Regions from separate parts of the Mus musculus genome. Here region 2 is linked to region 1. Evidence: chromatin contacts called from public promoter capture Hi-C data. All regions are on one chromosome and are shown on one strand. The core of a region is the stretch at or near the end of the contact, and the rest is flanking DNA. Distances in the headings are between cores, read along the strand shown.

The links. Promoter capture Hi-C pulls out the DNA fragments that hold promoters and counts their contacts.
Region 2: a promoter capture Hi-C map of trophoblast stem cells shows a contact between it and region 1, with 2.7 times the contacts expected there. The contact joins the enhancer-like site here to the promoter of Tmem215 in region 1. A contact is called at or near these places in 1 of 39 promoter capture datasets (trophoblast stem cells), 1 of 484 Hi-C or Micro-C datasets (cerebral cortex), 2 of 115 datasets of contacts at active chromatin or transcription factors (embryonic stem cells and stem cell-derived neural progenitor cells) and 2 of 9 other capture datasets (liver and pancreatic islet).

What each region holds. Positions count from the first base shown.
Region 1 is chr4:40,469,095-40,474,208 of GRCm38.p6, reverse strand. It overlaps Tmem215 (transmembrane protein 215), which reads right to left and starts at 2,029. Exons shown (of 2, transcript NM_177175.4): 1 at 605-2,029; 2 at 1-348. The coding sequence starts at 284.
Region 2 is chr4:40,647,301-40,652,414 of GRCm38.p6, reverse strand. No RefSeq gene overlaps it. Among named protein-coding and RNA genes, the nearest start is that of Aptx, 53 kb to the left of the region's middle. Within about 2 kb of position 3,069, at least 18 of the 459 cell types and tissues checked have an H3K27ac peak or open chromatin away from gene starts, as enhancers often do. A contact at or near this core is called in trophoblast stem cells, where this site is marked.

The DNA.
Region 1 (5,114 bases), core at 780-3,279:
AGGAGTTCCACCACTTCCTTGTCCTTGGGCTTCCGGAAGCAGGGTAACTTGCGGACCCAGAGTAGCTCATTCTCTGGCCACTTGGTGCAGCCTTCGGTTTTCCTGGCCAGAGCAATGGCGGCGATGCCTGGTAGGCAGATGGCTGGCCCGATGGCCAACAGAGGGATGTTCCCCAGAGTTTCCCCCTTCATGCCAGAGACAGTGAACATGAAACCAAAGACCAGGAAAACACTGACCAGGGCCACCACCAGCCCAGTCCTCGGATTTATGTCATCAGGCCGCATCTTTCACTCCATCCAGCTTGGGGCTGCCTGGTAGCCAGGGAGTAGTACCCTTTTGCTTTTTTTTCTGTGGGAGGTGAAACCACAGGGGTTAAAAAGAATCCAATCCAACTTCCTACCCACTAACTCTTTCTTGCTATCTCTGACTTCTCTCTCTCTCTCTCTCTCTCTCTCTCTCTCTCTCTCTCTCTCTCTCTCTCTCTCTCTCTCTCTCTTTCTCTCTCTCTCTCTCTTCCTCTTTCCTCCCCTCCCTCCCCCATCACTATTGCAACCCGTTCTATCTCATACCAACATGTGTCAAAGAAGTATGGTCACCGAGTTACCTGAAGGCTCCTGCCACCTCTCAGTGTCTCCAGAAAGCTTTGTATGGGCTGTCCCTCTGTTCTCTTCTTGGATTCCGAGAGCCAAGCCTGGTTTTTCCCCACCGACACTGCACAGGAGGGGGGGGGGGACGAGGAGGGGAGGAGGGAGATGGGTTAGAGGAGGAGGGTCTTTCCCAGCCGCTGCGAGTAGGTAGCCAGAGCTCTAGAAGCGGAGCCTGGGCGCAGCGGATCGGAGTGGGCGCGCGGCGCTGCCGGCGGGGAGGGAGGACTCCGTCCGGGCAGGAGGAAAGCGCGCGAGCCTGGCCGCCTTACATCACTTGCACCGCGCTGGGAACAGAGATGGACGCGCGGGGGCGCGAGGGGGTCAGAGCCCAGCGGCCGCGGGAAGCGGGCTGCTGGGGGGCTCTCGTCGCGGTGCAGCAGGCGGGTGGCTTGGACCGGTGTCCGTGCGGCTGCCATAAACCGGAGCCCAGAGCTCCTTGCCCACGGGGCAGCTGGTGCACCGTCCTAGTCTGGGTTCCAAATTCAGGATCTAAGGGCTCTGGCGACAACGTGAGAGGATGTTGGAGACTGACTCTCTTGGCCAGTTCCACATTTCCTGAGCAAATGCCCCTGCCCCGACAGCAACCAGGTTCCCCAGGACTGTCTCTGCCTCTGCCTCTCCCAGGCAGCTCCACCAGGCGCAAGATACCCTCGAAGAAGCTGGGTCGCAGGCTGCTTCTGCCTGACCTGAGCGTCCCGGGAGAGCACCCAGGCGGTAGGAGCACGAAGGTCAGGCCTCCGGGTCCTGCCTGTGCTTAGAAGTCACCAGAGTCTCCTCCGCTGGACTCCCATCTTTGCACTTGGCAGAAAGTATCCTTGGAAACTCAATCCCACAGACGTGGTTCCAACCACACTGGAGCCAGGAGGAAGGGCTTCTGGTTCTGATCTTCATTCAGGGAGCCCACAGGACAGACTTTGGTTTGGAGGGTCAGGCCCAACCGGTGACAAGAGACAAGACTCTTCTGTCTTGCTAGTCTCAGTCCAGTGTCTGCCCGCGGAATATAGGGTTCTCTTGTCTCTAGGGAAGATTAGATGTGGTTGCGATCCTTCACCTGGTCTGTTTAAGGTAGAGGAAAGGAATTAGGAAGGCAAAAAATTACGTTCTTTCATGCCAAGTCTTGACTTGGTGGAAAGAATGTTGACAACCAGACCTTCTCCACCTAGGCTGGCCCTGTGTACCAGAATCAGTCATCAGGAGACTATTAACAACAGATGTCTGAGCAAATGCTATGACGACTACAGAAGCGTAAATTCCTAGCACAAGGCTTTGGTGCGTGGTTCCTGTTCAAAATGCACAGAAAGGTACACGTACTCTTTTCTGCTCATATCGTGTGCTTATAGTGCTCTCAGCACGTAAGGCAGGATCCAAGTCAATGGAGACCTGTCTGTCCGTGTAGACGAGGACTTTGGCTTTATCCACTGAACAGCGAAGAACACTAGGAGGGTTTTAGGCGGAGATTAAGTGTTCACGTTTTTTGACAGATGGTGCCAGCAGATTAGAGGGTGTGAATCTGTGCCTGGAGACTTGTTCATGAAGCAAAGCAAGACAGGACATGGCCCCAAGAGTGCCAGGCTGAGAGAGGTGTTTGGAAGAAAGTGAGTCTGAAGGACGGTTAAGGATGGGTCCGACCACCCTGGCTTGAGGCAGAGAGGTGGTCTCCCTGGTTTCTCACTTCACCCAGGGTTATCAGAGGGCAGGCTTCTTCTCCTTTTTATTCTTTTGTTTATCATGTTTGCCTTTTATATTCATACTTATCACATAGCTGGCCGCACTTCTGGGCACATAAGAATGAAGAAAGGGGAAAAGGCAGACAGCTAAAGTGAGGTGTCAGGTGCGTGGCCATTTCGATCAGGAAAGGGGTAGTTTGTTTGTTTGTTTGTTTGTTTTTAATAGCATCTTCACTCTCATAGACATCTGCTTTGTTTGACAGATGTATCTGGACTACAGAGGAGCCTGGAACTGGTCTGTCAGTCTGTTTCCCAGACTCACTGCTGCTCTGGAAGTTGGTTTTGTTAAGGAAAAGGGAAGCAACCAGCTCCAATTACTGAACACATTTCTCTCCCGGAAAACCCCTTTCTCATCCTTTACTAATAATACCCACTGTCTTACCCTTCTTCCATGGTAGTTTCAAATAGCCTGGGAAGCTGGGAAGCTTCTAAGCCTTTTTCACTTGCCCTGTCCCCTCAGCTCCAAGGCTATAGTGTTCAGCTGTGTGTTTGATATTGCCGTTTGGATCATCTACAGACACCTCATGCTCAAATGTCCCAGGCTGAACTTACCTGTTCTCCATGCTTCTCTTTTTCAGTAAGTCCTATTTATCCCATACACCAACAGCATAGCTGGGACTCTAAAGAAGCTTTTTTTTTCTTTACTCTGAAGACGTTTTTTTTCTTTTTCTTTTTTTGTGTGTATTCTTCTCTCATATACTGACTGCAGTTTCCCTCCCTCCCCTGCCTACAATCTCTACCTCCCTCAGATCTACCCCTCCCCCATCTCCCCTCAGAAAAGAGTAGGCCTCCCAGGGACATAAACCAAATATAGTATAACAAGCCACAGTAATAGTAGACACATACTCTCACATCAATGCTGGTGGAGGCTACCTAGTAGGAGGAAAACAGACCCAAACGCAGGCAAAAGAATCAAAGATAGTTCCCCCACTCCCATTGTTAGGAAGAGCGGGAGAAAAGCAAGCTACACAACCATATCATATACACAGAGGATCTGGGTCAGACCCATGCAGGCTTCCTGATCTCTCCGAGCCCATTTGAGTCCCTGTTCATTGGTTCTGTGGGGCATGTTCTTATGATGTCCTTGATCCCTCTGGCTCCTCCAGTCCTTCCTCCCTCTCTTCCACAGGATTCCCCGATCTCTGCCTACCATTTGACTGTGGGTCTCTGCATCTGCTCCCATCAGTTGCTGGATGAAGTCTCTCTGATGACCATTATGTTAGGTTTCAGTCCCAGCACATCCTGCAGGCATGAAAAACTGTAGGTGGGAGGGTTGGTGGCTAGGTGGCTATACAAGTCAGCACTCCTACTAGCAATGAGGGAGTGTTCCACTTGAGGTCTTCCCTGGTTATAGAGGATAGCCGGTTCAGGCTCTGCCTCCCCATTATTAGGCGTCTTCTCTCTGTCACCCTCATAGGTTCCATGGGGTTTCCATTGCACTGGGTTTCTACGTCGCTCTGAAATGCTTCCCAATTCTATCCCTCTCTTGCAGTTTTCTCTCTCTCCACTCCCCACACCTGATCCTTCCTGTTTCCATCCCCACCCCACCCCATTCCACCCTTGAAATCTATGTTTCCTCTTCCCATGAAGATTCCCCACTTAAGCTCCCTTTATTACTTAGCTTTTCTGGGTCTGTGGATTGTAGCATGTTTATCCTTTACTTTACAGCTAATAGTCACTTATAAGTGAGCACACACCATGTTTGTCTTTCTGGGTCTGGGTGACATCACACAGGATGATGCTTTTGAGTTCCATCCATTTGCCAGCAAATTTCATGAAGTCATTAAAAAAAAAAAACAGCTGAGCAATACTCCATTGTGTGAATGAATCACATTATTTTTTTTCTTCTTCTATCCATTCTTTGGTTGAGGGACATCTGGATTGTTTCCAGTTTATGGCTCTTATGAATAAAGCTGCTATGAACATAGTTGATCAAATGTCTTTGTGGTAGGATGGAGTGTCCTTCGGGTATAGGTCCAGGAGAGGTATGGCTGGGTCTTGAGGTAGATCAGTTCTCAATTTTATGAGAAACTGCACCCTCACTAGCAATGAAGGAGTGTCCCCTTGCTCCATATCCTTCCAGCAGGAGCTGTCACTTGTGATCTTGATCTTAGCTATTCTGAAGGTATAACATGGAATCTCAAAGTTGTTTTGGTTTGCATTTCCCGATGGCTAAAAATGTTGAACATTTTTTAAGTGCTTCTCAGCCATTAGTGATTCCTCTGTTGAGAAGTCTCTGTACTCTGTTTTATAATTGGATTATTTACTCTATTAATGTCTAGTTTCTTGAGTTCTTTATATATTTTGGATATTAGCCCTCTGTCAGATGTGGAGTTGGTGAAGATCTTTTCCCATTCTTTAGGCTGCCATTTTGTCCTATAAATGGTGTTATTTGCCTCACAGAAGATTTTCCGTTTCCTGAGGTCTCTTTTATAAATTGTTGATCTTAGTGCCTGTGTTATTGGTGTTCTGCTCAGGAAGTTGTCTCCTGTACCAATGTGTTCAAGGCTGGTCCCTATTTTCTCTTCTATAAGATTCAGTGTTGGCCGGGCAGTGGTGGCACATACCTCTAATTCCAGCACTTGGGAGGCAGAGGCAGGCAGATTTCTGAGTTCGAGGCCAGCCTGGTCTACAGAGTGAGTTCCAGGACAGCCAGGACTGCACAGAGAAACCCTGTCTTGAAAAACCAAACCAAACCAAACCAAACCAAACCAAACCAAACCAAAAGCAAATGATTCAG
Region 2 (5,114 bases), core at 1,820-4,319, 180 kb before region 1:
TGCAAAATAGAAGGGGATTAGACTTATTATTCCTTAAAGAAGGAGGACTCTGTGCTGCCTTAAAAGAAGAATGTTGTTTTTATGTTGACCATTCAGGAGTAATCAAAGATTCTATGGCTAAGCTTAGAGAACGCCTAGATATACGTAAAAGAGAAAGAGAAAGCCAACAAGGATGGTTTGAAAGCTGGTTTAATAAGTCCCCTTGGCTCACCACTCTCCTCTCCACTATAGCAGGACCTTTAATTACACTTATGCTTTTGCTTACTTTTGGCCCATGCATCCTTAATAAGTTAGTAGCTTTTATTAGAGAAAGGATAAACGCAGTCCAAGTTATGGTACTAAGGCAACAATATCGGGTCCTTCAGGAGGTTGAAAACTCGCTCTAAGATTAGAGCTATCTCCTAGAAGAAGTGGGGAATGAAGAATAAAAATTTTTGCTGAACTCTTCTTCACCCCAGAGCCCGACCCCTCCCATCTAGAGATTGTTCCCGGAACACTCCTGAACTCTTCACCCCAGAATGCATTCCTGAACTCCTCACCCTAGAGTTCGAACCCTCCCAACTAAAAACTGTTCCAAGAACATTTTTGAGATAAGGGCCTCCTGGAACAACCTCAAAATGAACCGGGTACATTGCCAAATGATAGGACATGACCCCTTAGTTACGTAGATTCCCTTGGCAGAACCCCCTAGTAATGTAAACTTGTACTTTCCCTGCCCAGCTCTTCCCCCTTGAGTTTTACTATATAAGCCTGTGAAAAATTTTGGCTGGTCGTCGATTCTCCTCTACACCATTAGGTGCATGAGTTTCGACCCCAGAGCTCTGGTCTATGTTCTATGTGCTTTCTTGCTGTTGTTCTATTAAATCTTGCCTTCTATATTTTGAGTACGGTCTCAGTGTCTTCTTGGGTCCGCGGCTGTCCCGGGGTTTGAGTGCTTGAGTGAGGGTCTCCCTTCGGGGGTCTTTCATAACAAGCTGTCCCAAAGTCACTGGGTTTGACATGGAGAAATTCACAATCTCATGGTTTGTAGAAGTCATAAGGCTGGGTGAGGAAATTGGCTGAGTAGTTCTGGCTCAAGTCCTCTCTTGAGGTTACAGTCAAGATGTTGCCAGGGCTACCGGCATCTAAAGGCTAGCCACAGACAAGAAGGCACCCCAAGTGACACACTCTTGAGGATGTAGACAGGAAGCTTCCATTTCTCAATGTATGGCTGCTAATGTGATGTCACAGCAGGGCATCTGTAAGGCCTTCTTGAGTCTTCAGAGGAAACCTTCTCCTTATCCTGGGGTAGAATTAACAGGCCGTTTCCTGGGCAGCCACATGCTCCCTGCCTAAGACCTACAAAGGGAAGAGATTGGGCTTGGTGGTTCCTCAACCTGCCCACCTCTGCTTCTAGGATTCCAGAAAGGATGAAACTCTGGTCATCAGCTCCACCTCTGACTTCAGTCTCAGCTATTTCCATGATCATCTTAGTCTTCCCTAGTGCTTCTAGCTGGCTGGTGTGTCTGTTCCTCTCTGGTGGTATCACTCTAGCTGCACTATTGACACAGCACTTTCTGTCACATGTATCCACTGGCTGCTGTACTCTGTCTGCCTTGTGTTAGTGGGACAGATGCCTTGCATGGCATGGAGCTCTCCCAATGGAGCTGCTGATGACTGGGGCTCATATTTGCCTCCGTTTGTTTTCTTATACACCTTAGGACTATCTACCTAGAGGTCACCACCTACAGTGGGCTGGGTCCTCCACATCATTCATTAAGAAGAAAAAAAAGCCAGACGTGGTGGCACACACCTTTAATTCCAGTATTTGGGAGGCAGAGGCAGGTGGATTTCTGAGTTCGAGGCTAGCCTGGTCTATAGAGTGAGTTCCAGGACAGGCAAGGTTATACAGAGAAACCCTGTCTCGAAAAACCAAAAAAAAAAGAAGAAGAAGAAGAAGAAGAAGAAGAAGAAGAAGAAGAAGAAGAAGAAGAAGAAGAAGAAGAAGAAAAAGAAGAGAGGAGGAGGAGGGGGAGGGGTGGGGGGAAAGGGGAGGAGGGAAGGGTAGGGTGACAAGGTATGGGGAGGGGGAGAAGCTGCTGCTGCTGCCCTGCTGCCCCTCTGCCACCACCACCGCCACCTCCTCTTAGGCATCCCACGGGCCAGTCTTATTTTCTCAATTGAGTCTCTTTATCATGTTGCCCCCCCTGCCCCAGTCAATCAGGACAATTTTATTATTTTCATAGCTGTTTTAGTGATGAAGGATAATGAGTGGACTTTTGTTGTCATCGTTGTGTTGGGGACTAAGCCCAGCATCTGTGCTTACTAAGCATGCATTCTACCACAGCAAACCAGTGCCCCCTCCCATGCAGTAAAACTGATATTAGATAATACACCAGAGGCTGCTGAGGCTTTGCTTAAAGGTGAATGGTAATGAACCTTGACATAAAAAGTAAACCAGGTTTAGGCAGGGTGTGGTGGCACACGCCTTTAATCCCAGCACTTGGGAGGCAGAGGCCAGCCTGGTCTACAAAGTGAGTTCCAGGACAGCCAGAGCTACACAGAGAAACCCTGTCTCAAAAAACCAAAAAAAAAAAAAAAAAAAAAAAAAAAAAAAAAGTAAACCAGTCTTATCCTGCAATAGTAGATTAAGAAGATTAAAAAATAATTCTTGACAGCTTTGCCCCTCTGAATAAATGGTTGGTTATGGGTAACCCCACTTTACAAAGTAAACTAAAGTTAAGGCAGAGTACAAAGTGGACTCCTTGTTAGCTTAGTTAATGCCTACGGCCAATAATAAAAAGGTGTCTGCCTCCTGCACATGCATGTGCACCTCCAGCTTTCTCAGCCCTTGTCATCCCTTGTCACCTCTGCTCCATTGAGAAACCCACCCCAGAAGAACCCCCTCTCTCTAGTCTCCTTCTCCTGCGCTTCCCTCCCAAGCTCAGCCTGAAGGCAGACGAGCCCACTCACAGATGAGTGTCAACTGTGTGGGTGGCTGCCTGGCCTCCTTTCTCCGTAAAGGGACATAAGGCACACTTGGGACAGCCTGCCAACACTCCTGCCTCACTGCTGGCCAGTTCCTCTTCCTGTCTTGCAGGGGAACTGTCCTCCATTCTCTCTGAGTCACTCCCTGTGCCTGAAATATTGCAGAGATAGGTGACTCACGGTGGACTGGACACATTCAGAGGTGTTTGAAGCCAGTATGGCGGTGTCCCTGGGTGCCAGACTTTAACAGCAGGACCCAAGCTACTAGGGAGTTGCCCTTCAGGAGTTCCTTGCCCCTAGGCTACTCCATGCAGCAGGACTGGGATACATGGATGCTGCTGGAAATGGTGGGTGTGGCCAGCAGTCCTCACTGGGTGCCCCACCCGCTGCTGGCTGCCTGTTTGGTGAGAGAAAGGTTATCATGGCTGAATGTGTGTGCCCCATCTCCAAAGTCATGTTTTGAGCCTGTTTCCCAGTGTAATGGTGTTGGGTCTGGTGACCTTGGAAACAATTAGGTGTAGATGATGTGATATGGACTCCACATGATGAGATCATGCTTTGCTGTAAGAAAAGTAAGAGAGAAATGGAACATAGCTCAGTGGTAAGTACCGTGCTTGCTTAGCATGCACAAGGAAGGCCCTGAGTTCAGTCTCCCCCTAACATGCACACATGCATGCAGCATGCAGATGCACACATACAAGAGGGCAGGGATTTTTCTCTCCAAGGAAGATGCACATGAACTCACTGTTAGATGGCAGCTATCTCTCTTTGAGTGAGGATGAGCACGGTTAGCAAGAACCAAATCTTCCATCACCCCCATCATGGACTTCCTAGCAGCTCTCTGAGCTAAGTAGTCTCTGGTGCTTTGTTACAGCAAAGACTAGGGCCTTTCCATACAGCGGACCACAATGGGGCGTCTGCTCTCTGTGTTTTCAAACCGTAGATACCATCTGAAGTATAAATTCTTGTTCCCATAATTTAAAAATTTCTCACACATATATATATTTCAGTAATACATATGTGTTTATATGTTAATATTTGCATAATGCATTATTATTTCTTATTTAAGTAAGGTTATGGCAGAAATATACATTATGCAATTTGAAGAGATCCTCAGGGTAAAAAAAACACCTTTTCTGTAGTCTCAGATGATTTTAAATTGATCTTCTATAGCATGGCCTACTTTTGTATTCTCTCTCTCTCACATTATTATTATTATTATTATTATTATTATTATTATATCTTAAAGAAATGAACCTGGAACATGTCAAATCCCTGAACCATTCAGAATCTCGTTTACATGTATGACCATTATTTTTGTTATGGTTTTGACACAGGTCTCATGTCACCATCTGGGCCTTGAACTCACGATGTAGCAGGAGATAACCTTGAACTGATGACCCTCCTGCCTCCAGCTTGTGAGTGCTAGGACTATAGGCATGCACCTCCTGGTTTATGCAATACTAGAGCCCAGGGCTTCATGCACACCAAGCAAGCACTGTACCGACAGAGCTACGACCTTATGTCTATTTTTTATACTGTGCATCTTCTGTATCACTGTGACATTTTGAATAAGTAGCATTTCTATAATTATTTGAACTTCTATTCTGTTGCCACCGCAGTGGTCACCACAGTCTGTTTTTCCTCTGACTTGCCAGGTTCTAGGTACTGTCAGCTTGGGCAGCTGGCTGAGGAGTTACAAGGTAAGGCTGTGTGGGTGGTAAGGTCCTTGCTGGGCCTTGTACATCTCAGCAAGTCATGCTACTTTTCGTGGGAAACACAGCTCCATGGTGGGGAATGTCTGAGTTACAGTGCTCGTCCTCAGAGCTCTGGTTTTTCTGTTGTGGTAAAAGTTTGTCACTGATAAGTGGATATTAACCCAGAAACTTAGTATAGCGAGATATAAGGTACAATATGCAAAACATATGAAACTGAAGAAGAACGAAGACCAAAGTGTGGACACTTTGCTCCTTCTTAGAATTGGAAACAATCACCCATGGAAAGAGTTACAGAGACAAAGTTTGTAGCTGAGACAAAAGGATGGACCATCTAGAGACTGCCATATCCAGGGATCCATCCCATAATTAGCCTCCAAACGATGACACCATTGCATACACTAGCAAGCCTTTGTTGCAAGGACCATGATA